Regions from separate parts of the Ovis aries genome. Here regions 2 and 3 are each linked to region 1. Evidence: chromatin contacts called from public Hi-C data. All regions are on one chromosome and are shown on one strand. Each heading gives the region's core, a stretch centred on a gene start, on an enhancer-like site or on the middle of the called end of the contact. The rest is flanking DNA. Distances are from core to core; before and after follow the strand shown. Region 1 holds the start of POFUT2 (protein O-fucosyltransferase 2). Region 2 overlaps ADARB1 (adenosine deaminase RNA specific B1). Region 3 overlaps COL18A1 (collagen type XVIII alpha 1 chain).

Region 1 (2,937 bases), core at 258-2,757:
CAACGATTATTGAAGACTCCAAAAGGCTGCTATTTATGTGGGTTAAATCTATGAATGATTCCTATATTAGGGAAAAAAGCAATAACTTATTTATGAGTTTCCAGTATATTCAAGACAAAAGTCATGAGTGAGAAGAGTGTCAGTGGTTTTAATTTCTGCAAGTCTCTCTTCAGTCAGGTAACACCTGCACTCTCCTGTCTGCTTCTCCATGCCTGTGTTATGATACCACAGGCCAGGTGGTCTCTGGAAACCCCCACAGTAAACTCATCAGTTCAGTTCAGTCGCTCAGTCACGCCCAACTCTTTGTGACCCCATGAATCACAGCATGCCAGGCCTCCCTGTCTATCACCAACTCCTGGAGTTTACCCAAACTCATGTCCATTGAGTCAGTGATGCCATCCAGCCATCTCATCCTCTGTCATCCCCTTTTCCTCCTGCCCCCAATCCCTCCTAGCATCAGAATCTTTGCCAATGAGTCAACTCTTCACATGAGGTGGCCAAAGTACTGGAGTTGCAGCTTTAGCATCATTCCTTCCAATGAACACCCAGGACTGATCTCCTTTAGGATGCACTGGTTGGATCTCCTTGCAGTCCAAGGGACTCTCAAGAGTCTTCTCCAACACCGCAGTTCAAAAGCATCAATTCTTGAGTGTGTGCAAAAGGCAGACAGCATCCCAGTATTTCTAGGAAAATGACCTGGCACCTTGGCGGTCCCTGAGCTCCCACTGAGAACTGCTGCCTTGTCCACGAGACTCCCCTACACAAGGCGCAGGGAGGGGACTCCTGCCTCTGCTATGGTCTCACCCTCCCTTCTCTGCACCTCCGTCTGCGAAAGAGACCATGCTGGAATGCCTGGCCTGGGCCTCCAATTCCCCCAAACTGCCAGTCTACCGTCTGTACACCCTGCATTCAGCAGTCTGTTTTGGGTGAGGCCCTCCCTCAGTAACAGCTGTAGGGCACTGACGCTTCTCACTCCTGAAACTTATCTACGCAACAACCAGCATCTGTATAGGGCGGAAATTCTCCTGCAGATAAACAAGGCTGGGCTTTCTTAAGAGCCACCCCATTCGAACGTCTGATTCTGGGGCTCCTCGAACGCCAGGGAACACTCCGTATCAAGTAACTGGGTCCTCCGCCCTGCCCCCTAATGTGGCCCCAAGCCTGTCCTCCAAGGGGCTCCGGGAGGCCGCGGTCGCCAGGCGACCCTGGCTCGCGCCCCCAGGCCAGGGCGCCAAGGATGTAGGGCAGACCGAGGCCCCGCCGCTCCGCTACCCCTCTCCGAGCCCCGCCTCCCGGCCCGGTGCTCCGGGTCCCGGTCCCGGCCCCACCGATGGCGCGGACGCGCGTTTACCGTCTGCGGGACGCCGCCCCCGACAGGATGTCGGCTGCCGACTGGCCAGGCCAGAACTCTTCGCCAGAGGCCGAGGCCGACGGCCAGGATGCCGCCCAAAGGAGCAGAAAGACGACGGCAAGCGCCGCCATGGCCCCGGGCGGCCACGCACTTCCTGTAGCCGCGCCCCACCCCGGAAGCGCAGCGCGTCCTCTCGGAGAGCGTCTCCCGTAGCCACGGCAACGCCACGGGGCCCATCTAGCGCATGCGTCGTGCGTGATCCCGAGTCCCAGAGCCGCGGGGGCTGGGGCGGGGCCAGGAGGCAGGACTAATAGGCGGGAGGGCGGGGCCGACCCCTGGGCGGGGCCGCGCTGAGGTCCTCCCGGCAGTTCTTGCGGGGCGGAGACTGGGGCGAGGTCGGAGGCGGGGCCGTGAAGGGGGCGGGGCCTCGCGGGCCTACTTGGCTCTGCTGCCTCCAGGGGCCCCGGGCGCGAAACCCGTCAGCGTGCCTTCTGCGGGAGGGCTAGCCATAGGCAAGCCCCAGGCCTGTACGGCTGTCCAGGCGGGGTACCTGACCCACAAATCCGGCAGGCCCTCTGCGAGCCTTGAATTCGCGTTGCTGGGCAGTTTCCCAGATGACAGGATCTCTCCCAAGATGGGAGGTGCGGCAGGAGGCGCGTGGGGCGGGGGTGCCAGATGCTGGGCTGGGTGCTATCTCACTGGAGAACGACAGTTCGAGGGAGCAGAGCGGCCAGCGGGCCTCGGACATTTGGAGTATGGTGTGGGATGGTGTGTATGGTGCTCTGGGGTCTCCTCAGGAACCTTCATTCCAGACCAAGAGGTCCTGCTGTTCCGCCCTCTACTGAGCCCGCTTCCTTCACCAGCACCAAGGCCCCTGCCTCAGGAGTGCCCACTGTCCTCTTCCCGCACTGGGCACTGTCTCTATTAGAGGTACTGTGCTCCCACTGCAGCCACCCTGCCTGCCAGGACTTCTCTGTGCTGGGGGCACTGCTGGGCTCTCTGCAGACCAGAGCTGGCTTCCACACCTGCTCCCTCGCTGCAGAGCTGGCCCCAAGGCCTTTAAGGCCCCCTGGCATAGGAAAGACCACCACACCACGGGGTCTCTGGAATGTCTACAAGTCTCCAGTGTGAAACCCCCTAGCCCCTGGACCCAGGGACCCAACTCTCCAGGGATCCAAACGAAAGCTTCATTCCCACCTTGGACAAAGCACCTTCTGGCTGAAGACACCCACTTCCAGACTTGCAGGTTCTTTCTGTTAGTTGGCCTGCATGCAACCCACCTGGAAAGGGAGGGCCTTTCCCTCATCCCTGGGTGCACAGAGCCCTGCAGGGTGGGGTTCCCTGCTTGGCCGTCCTGGCCAGGAGCCCTCAGCGCTGCAGCCATGTTGAGTCACACGTGGCCAAGAACAGCTGGCCCCTCTCTTCCATTGCTGCCCAGGAGTGCACCACCCACACTGCTGGCCATTTAGGTCACCTTGGGAGAGCAGCAGGTATTTTTATGGGAAATATTATTTGCTCTTTTGAAAAGATTTGAATGCAAATGGACAAAGTTGCTCTGGACTCAAACTGAAGCCAAAGCAGGTTTT
Region 2 (2,937 bases), core at 160-2,659, 130 kb before region 1:
GGAGATGGGGACGTTCTGGCACACGTTCTGGGGGCATCTGAGCCCGTCACAGCAGAGAGGTGTGGCGGAGCCTGAGGACCTGCAGCTGTGGCTGTGCAGAGGGAGGGTCCCGGGGGCTGGGGATGGGGGTCTGCACAGCTTGGCCGCCCCGTGGTCAGATGCACCGTCCGCCTCGGTCTTGGCACTGCCCCTCCGAGACCCGCCGTTCTCCCCGCAGACGTGGGCCGGTAGGTCTGCACTGGAGAAGCAGGTATCCTTTGGATATCAGTTTGTTTTTCAGAAAGAAAATACGGGCACTCCATTGTCAGGTCTCATAGGTATATCAGCAAGTTCCACCGTCCCACTGGTCGGGAGGAAGTGATCTGGAGAGTTGTTTCCCGGGCTCCGCTCCAGACACAGGGCTGGCTGTCGGCGCTGACCCAGGTGGGAAGGGGTGGGGGTATGCCGAGCCTGTAACTCCGGGTCTGTCTGGACTCACACGCGTGTACACAGGCCTGCGCAGGTGGCGTCTGCTCTCTCGGAAGATGGGTCCGGACAGGACTCTGCCCGAGGCCTCATTCCTTGGCGTGTGGGTTGGTGCTTGTTTGCGCTGGCCTGTTGGCGAGTGGAGAGCTGATGGTGTGTGTCTTGTGTGCCCCTGCCTGTTGTGGCAGGGGGTGAAGGTGGGAGTTATCATGGGGTATCTGCTTTAAAAACCAAGAACACATTAGAAGTAAGTGAAACATATCTAGGAGTTGTTCAGTCACTCAGTCGTGTCTGACTCTTTGTGATCCCATGGACTGTAGCCCGCCAGGCTCCCCTGTTCGTGGGATTCTCCAGGCAAGAATACTGGAGTGGGTTGCCATTTTCTTCTCCAGGGGTTCTTCCTGATCCAAGGATTGAACCTGCGTCTCCTGCATTGGCAGGCAGATTCTTTACCACTGAGACACCAGGGAAGGCTCCATATTCAAGAGAGGACTGGTTATTTTGGGGGCTGTGCTGTGTAGCCTGCAGATCAGTTCCCTGGGAGAGGACTTTTCATGAGCAGCATGTTATGGAGTTGGCTTCCCTGGTGGCTCAGAGGTTAAAGCGTCTGCCTGCAATGCAGGAGACCCAGGTTTGATCCTTGGGTGGGGAAGATCCCCTAGAGGAGGAAATGTGCAACCCACTCCAGTATTCTTGCCTGGGAAACCCCATGGATGGAGGAGCCTGGTGGGCTACAGTCCACAGGGTCGCAAAGAGTCGGACACAACTGAGCGACTTCACTTTTTCACTTTGACTTCTGCAGTGGTGGAAAGGCTTTATTGTTGGGTTAAAGTTAACATGAAGCACGGGAACCGTCTGTTACAGGGGGAAGGCTTTCCGGTCGGCATGGAGAGCTGGACAAGGGCCTGAAGGAAGCTCGCCGAGCGGGCGCCACGCTCGGATCATCTCAGCTCCACCCGCTCCACAGGGCCCAGGCGGCACAGGAACACGTGGAATTCACAGTAAGAGTGGAACCTGTAAACCTCTGCTAACTTTTGACTCATAAAAAATGCCTCTGGCCCCACGTAAACTCATTAGTTAAGCCTTTTGGCTGGCTGTTTAAAATGCATTTTGTTAGCAGCTTCCTACAGACCGTCTGTTCCTGTCCCCACAGCCTCTCAGCTGGTGCTCTGCTGCCCCCCAGTGGCCGCCGCGGGTGGCCAAGGGCTGGGCACTACTGGGGACTTGCTGTAGAGCCCTTACCGCAGATTACTTTCTTTGAGGTAATTAAAAGAACGTTTCTTCGGTACTTATTGTTGGTGACTATTACATGATTCAGCGTCTGCTTCTGAGGGAAGCTGAGACGACCCAGTCAAAATCCCGGTAGTTAGTATGATGTAAGGTTAGTTTGTGGCCTGCAGAGTGACTGAGTCAGGAAGGTCAAGCACTGAACTTCCACGGAGGTTTTTTTCTTGGGGAAGAAGTATTATAGGAAGTGGCTGCCAGAAGCTGCTGGGTGCAGAAAGAGGGCGTTCTGCGTTTGTCCACTCCCTCGCTGGGGGCTGAGGCGTGTCAGCCAGGACACAGCCCCCTCTGGGCCGTGGCGGGCGTGGAGCCATCCATGGGGTTGGTTAGGGCCGGGAGATGTGCCATGCCTGACCACAAGGCCCGGGAATTGTACCTGGAGGGCCCCACCTGTCGTTTCTGTGTTTGTGGACATCAGGAACATCAGGTCCCTGGTTTCCAAGGAAACCTTTAAAAGAGGTTTTGTCTAATCTTCAATTGGTGCTTTCTATTTTTTTTTTTTTTTCTTTTCTACATAGCCAGCAAGTGTATGGAGAGGGCAAAACCATGCTTACTTTTACCACTGCTTGTGCCAGTAGGATGGAGTTGTGTTTTTAACCACAACTCATCTTTTAGCTCAATTAGTGATCTTAAATCAGTTTCTCTGTAGCCGGAGTTGGTTGGGAGATGGTAGAAAGCCCAGAGTGAGACCGTGCTTTAGCACTGCAAGTGAGCTGGGGTTTATGGCCACCTACATCCAGGGTGCCGTGTGGGCTTCCCTGGTGGCTCAGACGGTAAAGCGGCTGCCTGCAATGCAGGAGCCCTGGGTTCGATTCCTGGGTCGGGAAGATCCCCTCCTGGAGAAGGAAATGGCAATCTACTGCAGCACTTTTGCCTGGAAAATCCCATGGATGGAGAGCCTGATAGGCTACAGTCCATGGGGTCGCAAAGAGTCGGACATGACTGAGCGACCTCACTTCCACTTTCACATCCAGGGTGCTGTAGATGTAACGTTCTTGTTGTTTAGTTGCCCAGTCGTGTCTGACTCTTTATGACCCCATGGACTGTGGGTCACCAGGGTCCTCTGTCCATGAGACTTCCCAGTCAAGAATACTGGAGTGGGTTGCTATTTCCTTCTCTAGGGGATCTTCCTGACCTGGGGATTGAACCTGTATCTCCTGCATTGGCAGGTGGATTCTTTCCCACTGC
Region 3 (2,937 bases), core at 140-2,639, 120 kb after region 1:
TGTGTGCATGAAGGTGCTTGTGTGCATGTGTGTGTGTAGGTCCATGATATATTGCAGGTGTGTGTGCACAAGTGTGTAGTGTGCATGTAGGTGTATGCACAATCACACGTGTATATACAAGTACGTGCGTACATGTGTGTGCATGTGTTCATGTGCGTGCATGTAGGAGCGTGTGGGTGCATGTGCTTGTGTATATGTGTTTGCGTGCTAAACCAGGGTTTTCCAGATGGAGCATTTGTAGGACCAGGTCTGCTGACCTCCTGGATGCCACATGACCATTTGTGGCCCTGAGTGGGGATAGCTGAGCTTGTTGTTTTGATGTTTCTTCTCATCTGTCTCCATCTCACTGAACCTTTCACATCAGAATGCCCTCCTAGCCCGTCCCTCTCCTTCCTGTGTGTGCCCAATGTGCTCAGATATACCAGGCCTGGAGCCCCCTCCTGCCCATGCCTTCTGGGCATGGACCCCAGAAGGCAGGTGTGAGGCCCCTCACTCATGGCAGCCCCAAGACTCTTTGCTCCCCAGAGTGAACTGCCTTGTCTGCCCAGACCCCAGACTCCCACTGTGCCCATGCCTCTGGGACACTGCTTGGTAAGAGCCCTGCCTTCTCTGGGAAGGCCCCTCCTTGCCCTGTGCCCACCCAGCATGACCTCACCTGCTTGCCTGCATGTCAGAACCGAGCCAGACATGTCTGGGTGGAGCTGCTCACGTATTGCACCAGCCCTTAACTGGACGGTGAGGTCTGAGTGGCCTGAGTCCCACTAGAATCTGTATTCTGACCTCCATCTGCAGACACATGGGCCCTGGCTTGTCTGTGCCCAGCTCGTGGCTCGGGGCTGGGTGCCGTGGGGCTGATGGGGAGGCAGAGTGGGTGCGGCCTCCAAGCGCAGGCTGGCACCTGGATGGTGAGCTCATGGCTGAGCAATGAGGTGCAGTGACTCAAGGCCCCCAGGCCTCCAGGGCCCCAGCCTCTCCATGGAGAAGGCTGCTTCCTGGCATCGTCCTGGGAGGCAGAGGATTCCAGGTTTCCTGGGTCAGAGCCAGGGTGGGTAGATGTGCCCACGCCACCTCCCCCATGCAGCCTTCCTGACTGCCTCCCTCTGGTCTCCCCAGGAGCCTCAAGGGTGCCTCTCAGTGCGCTGTGCCCTCAGGGCTTCAGGAGCCTGTGGGTGAGTGAGGCCAGGGCTGTGAATGTGCTGTGTGACGGGGTGGCCACCTAGACAAGGGCTAAGCGGACTGGGGAAGGTGGGCCGCCCCCTGTCCTACCACGTGCAGGCGCTGATCCCTGGCCAGGCCGGGCCCGGGACTTAGATCAGGAGATTCCAGGACGTGGTGTCATATGTTCTGTCCTCTGTAGGCTGGAGAACACGGTCCTTAACTTTTTCATCATTTTAACTTTTATTAACTTTCACTCATTCACAGCATAAAACTAATCCTTTCACGGTGAACAACTCAGGACGTTTAGTACATTCACTCCGTTGCACAACCACTGGCCGTGCAGCTGGAGAGCATTCTCCTTGTGGAAACCCCACCCCGACCCAGCGCCTGGCCCCAGTGTGTCTGCTCCTTGCGTCAGGACTCCCTGCTCTGGACGTTTTACGTGGGTGGAGCCTAGTGTGTGTCCTTCTGTGTCTGGCTTCTCTCACTGAGAACTATGCTTTCCATGCTCATCTGTGTTGTCATGGGTCACTGCTTTGTGGGGTTTCTTTTATGGCTAATAACACTTCGGTGCAGGTCCTTTCACATTTACAACATCATCTTGTGTAACTGAGCCATCTCTGGACTCGGGATTCCAGACTCAGGACTGTGCTTTTCCCAAGTTCAGTCTGGGAACCTCCTCTTGTGAGTCCCTTAGGAACGTGTGTGAACACCACACCAGGCCTCCTGAGAATCGGTGAGGGTGGAGGGTCCCTGTTCTCTTCTCACCACCATCGGGCTTACATAAGTGTGGGTGGGTGGCAGGACAGTCGCTGCTCCGGGCAGGGTAGAAGGAAAGGTTAGGAGGGGCTCCCCAGCGCACGGGGCAGCCTGGGTGAGAGCCTCTCCTCTCCCTGTGGAGAGATCCTTTCCCACAGGATCCCCCATCCATTCATTCATCCTTTAGCTATGCGCACCATGGCGAGCCCCAAGTGCTGCAGCAGCATCTGGGAGCCTTTGTTCCGGGTCCCCTATGTTCCCCCTGACCCCCGCGGCCCCTGGAGCGGCTGGAGGCATCATCCTGCTTCAAGCTTGGAGCAGATGAGCAGATCCCACATCTGTGGTGAAGCATCTGAGAGCAGGGAGGGGAGGGGTGTGGAGCCCAGTGTGCCTTGGGCCGAGGTCACTCAAGCTGTTCCATCACTGTCTACGGCGGGGTCCTTCTTGCAGCCAGATATGCTGTGGGTGTCCATCACCCACATCTCTGCCTCTCCGTCACTTATATCCCTGCTTCCCCATCACCCGCGTCTTTGCTTCCCTGTCACCCACATCTCCACTTCCCCATCACCCGCATCTCTGCCACCCCGTTACCAGCATCTCGAAGATGCTCCCTCAGCATCCTTCATGAGCTATGTGACGGCCACTATGTGACCTCGACTGCCCCCCCCAACCTCCCCGGAGCCCATCAACACATGCACCCACCTGGCTGCCCCGACCCCAGCCGATTGCAGCCTGGTCCCGAGGAAGGGCTGCTGCTGCCCTGCCTGAGGCTTCTACACTAGTGCGGGGCCAGCAGTGTGGTGACCATGAGGTGGGGGTGTGGGGGCTGCATCCCTACTGGTACCAGGACCCTCTGTGTGTGGGGGGGTCCCAGCTACAGTCCCGAGCAGGAGGAAGGTCCCTTCCCTGTTTCGGTTCCTCATCCCCGCCCCAGGGCAGGCAGCTCGAAGTGATTAATGTGGCAGAAATGGGAGGCCTCAGCCATCTGCCTGGGTGCCGGGAGGGGGTTCTAGGTGGGGT

What was found. Hi-C and Micro-C count contacts between places; a contact is called where the count stands out from the background.
Region 2: a Hi-C map of tail adipose tissue shows a contact between it and region 1, with 4 times the contacts expected there. The contact joins the enhancer-like site here to the promoter of POFUT2 in region 1. A contact is called at or near these places in 2 of 16 Hi-C or Micro-C datasets (skin fibroblasts and tail adipose tissue).
Region 3: a Hi-C map of tail adipose tissue shows a contact between it and region 1, with 8 times the contacts expected there. The contact joins the enhancer-like site here to the promoter of POFUT2 in region 1. A contact is called at or near these places in 9 of 16 Hi-C or Micro-C datasets (hypothalamus, liver, mesenteric adipose tissue and 5 more).

Annotation. Positions count from the first base shown.
Region 1 is chr1:265,824,842-265,827,778 of ARS-UI_Ramb_v3.0, forward strand. It overlaps POFUT2 (protein O-fucosyltransferase 2), which reads right to left and starts at 1,508. Exons shown (of 8, transcript XM_060406273.1): 1 at 1,352-1,508. The coding sequence starts at 1,482.
Region 2 is chr1:265,697,057-265,699,993 of ARS-UI_Ramb_v3.0, forward strand. It overlaps ADARB1 (adenosine deaminase RNA specific B1), which reads left to right. Exons shown (of 12, transcript XM_042237811.2): 4 at 1,330-1,466. Among named protein-coding and RNA genes, the nearest start is that of ADARB1, 45 kb to the left of the region's middle. Within about 2 kb of position 1,410, at least 10 of the 54 cell types and tissues checked have an H3K27ac peak or open chromatin away from gene starts, as enhancers often do.
Region 3 is chr1:265,949,257-265,952,193 of ARS-UI_Ramb_v3.0, forward strand. The region is part of intron 3 of COL18A1 (collagen type XVIII alpha 1 chain); the gene reads left to right. Among named protein-coding and RNA genes, the nearest start is that of COL18A1, 21 kb to the left of the region's middle. Within about 2 kb of position 1,390, at least 14 of the 54 cell types and tissues checked have an H3K27ac peak or open chromatin away from gene starts, as enhancers often do. A contact at or near this core is called in tail adipose tissue, where this site is marked.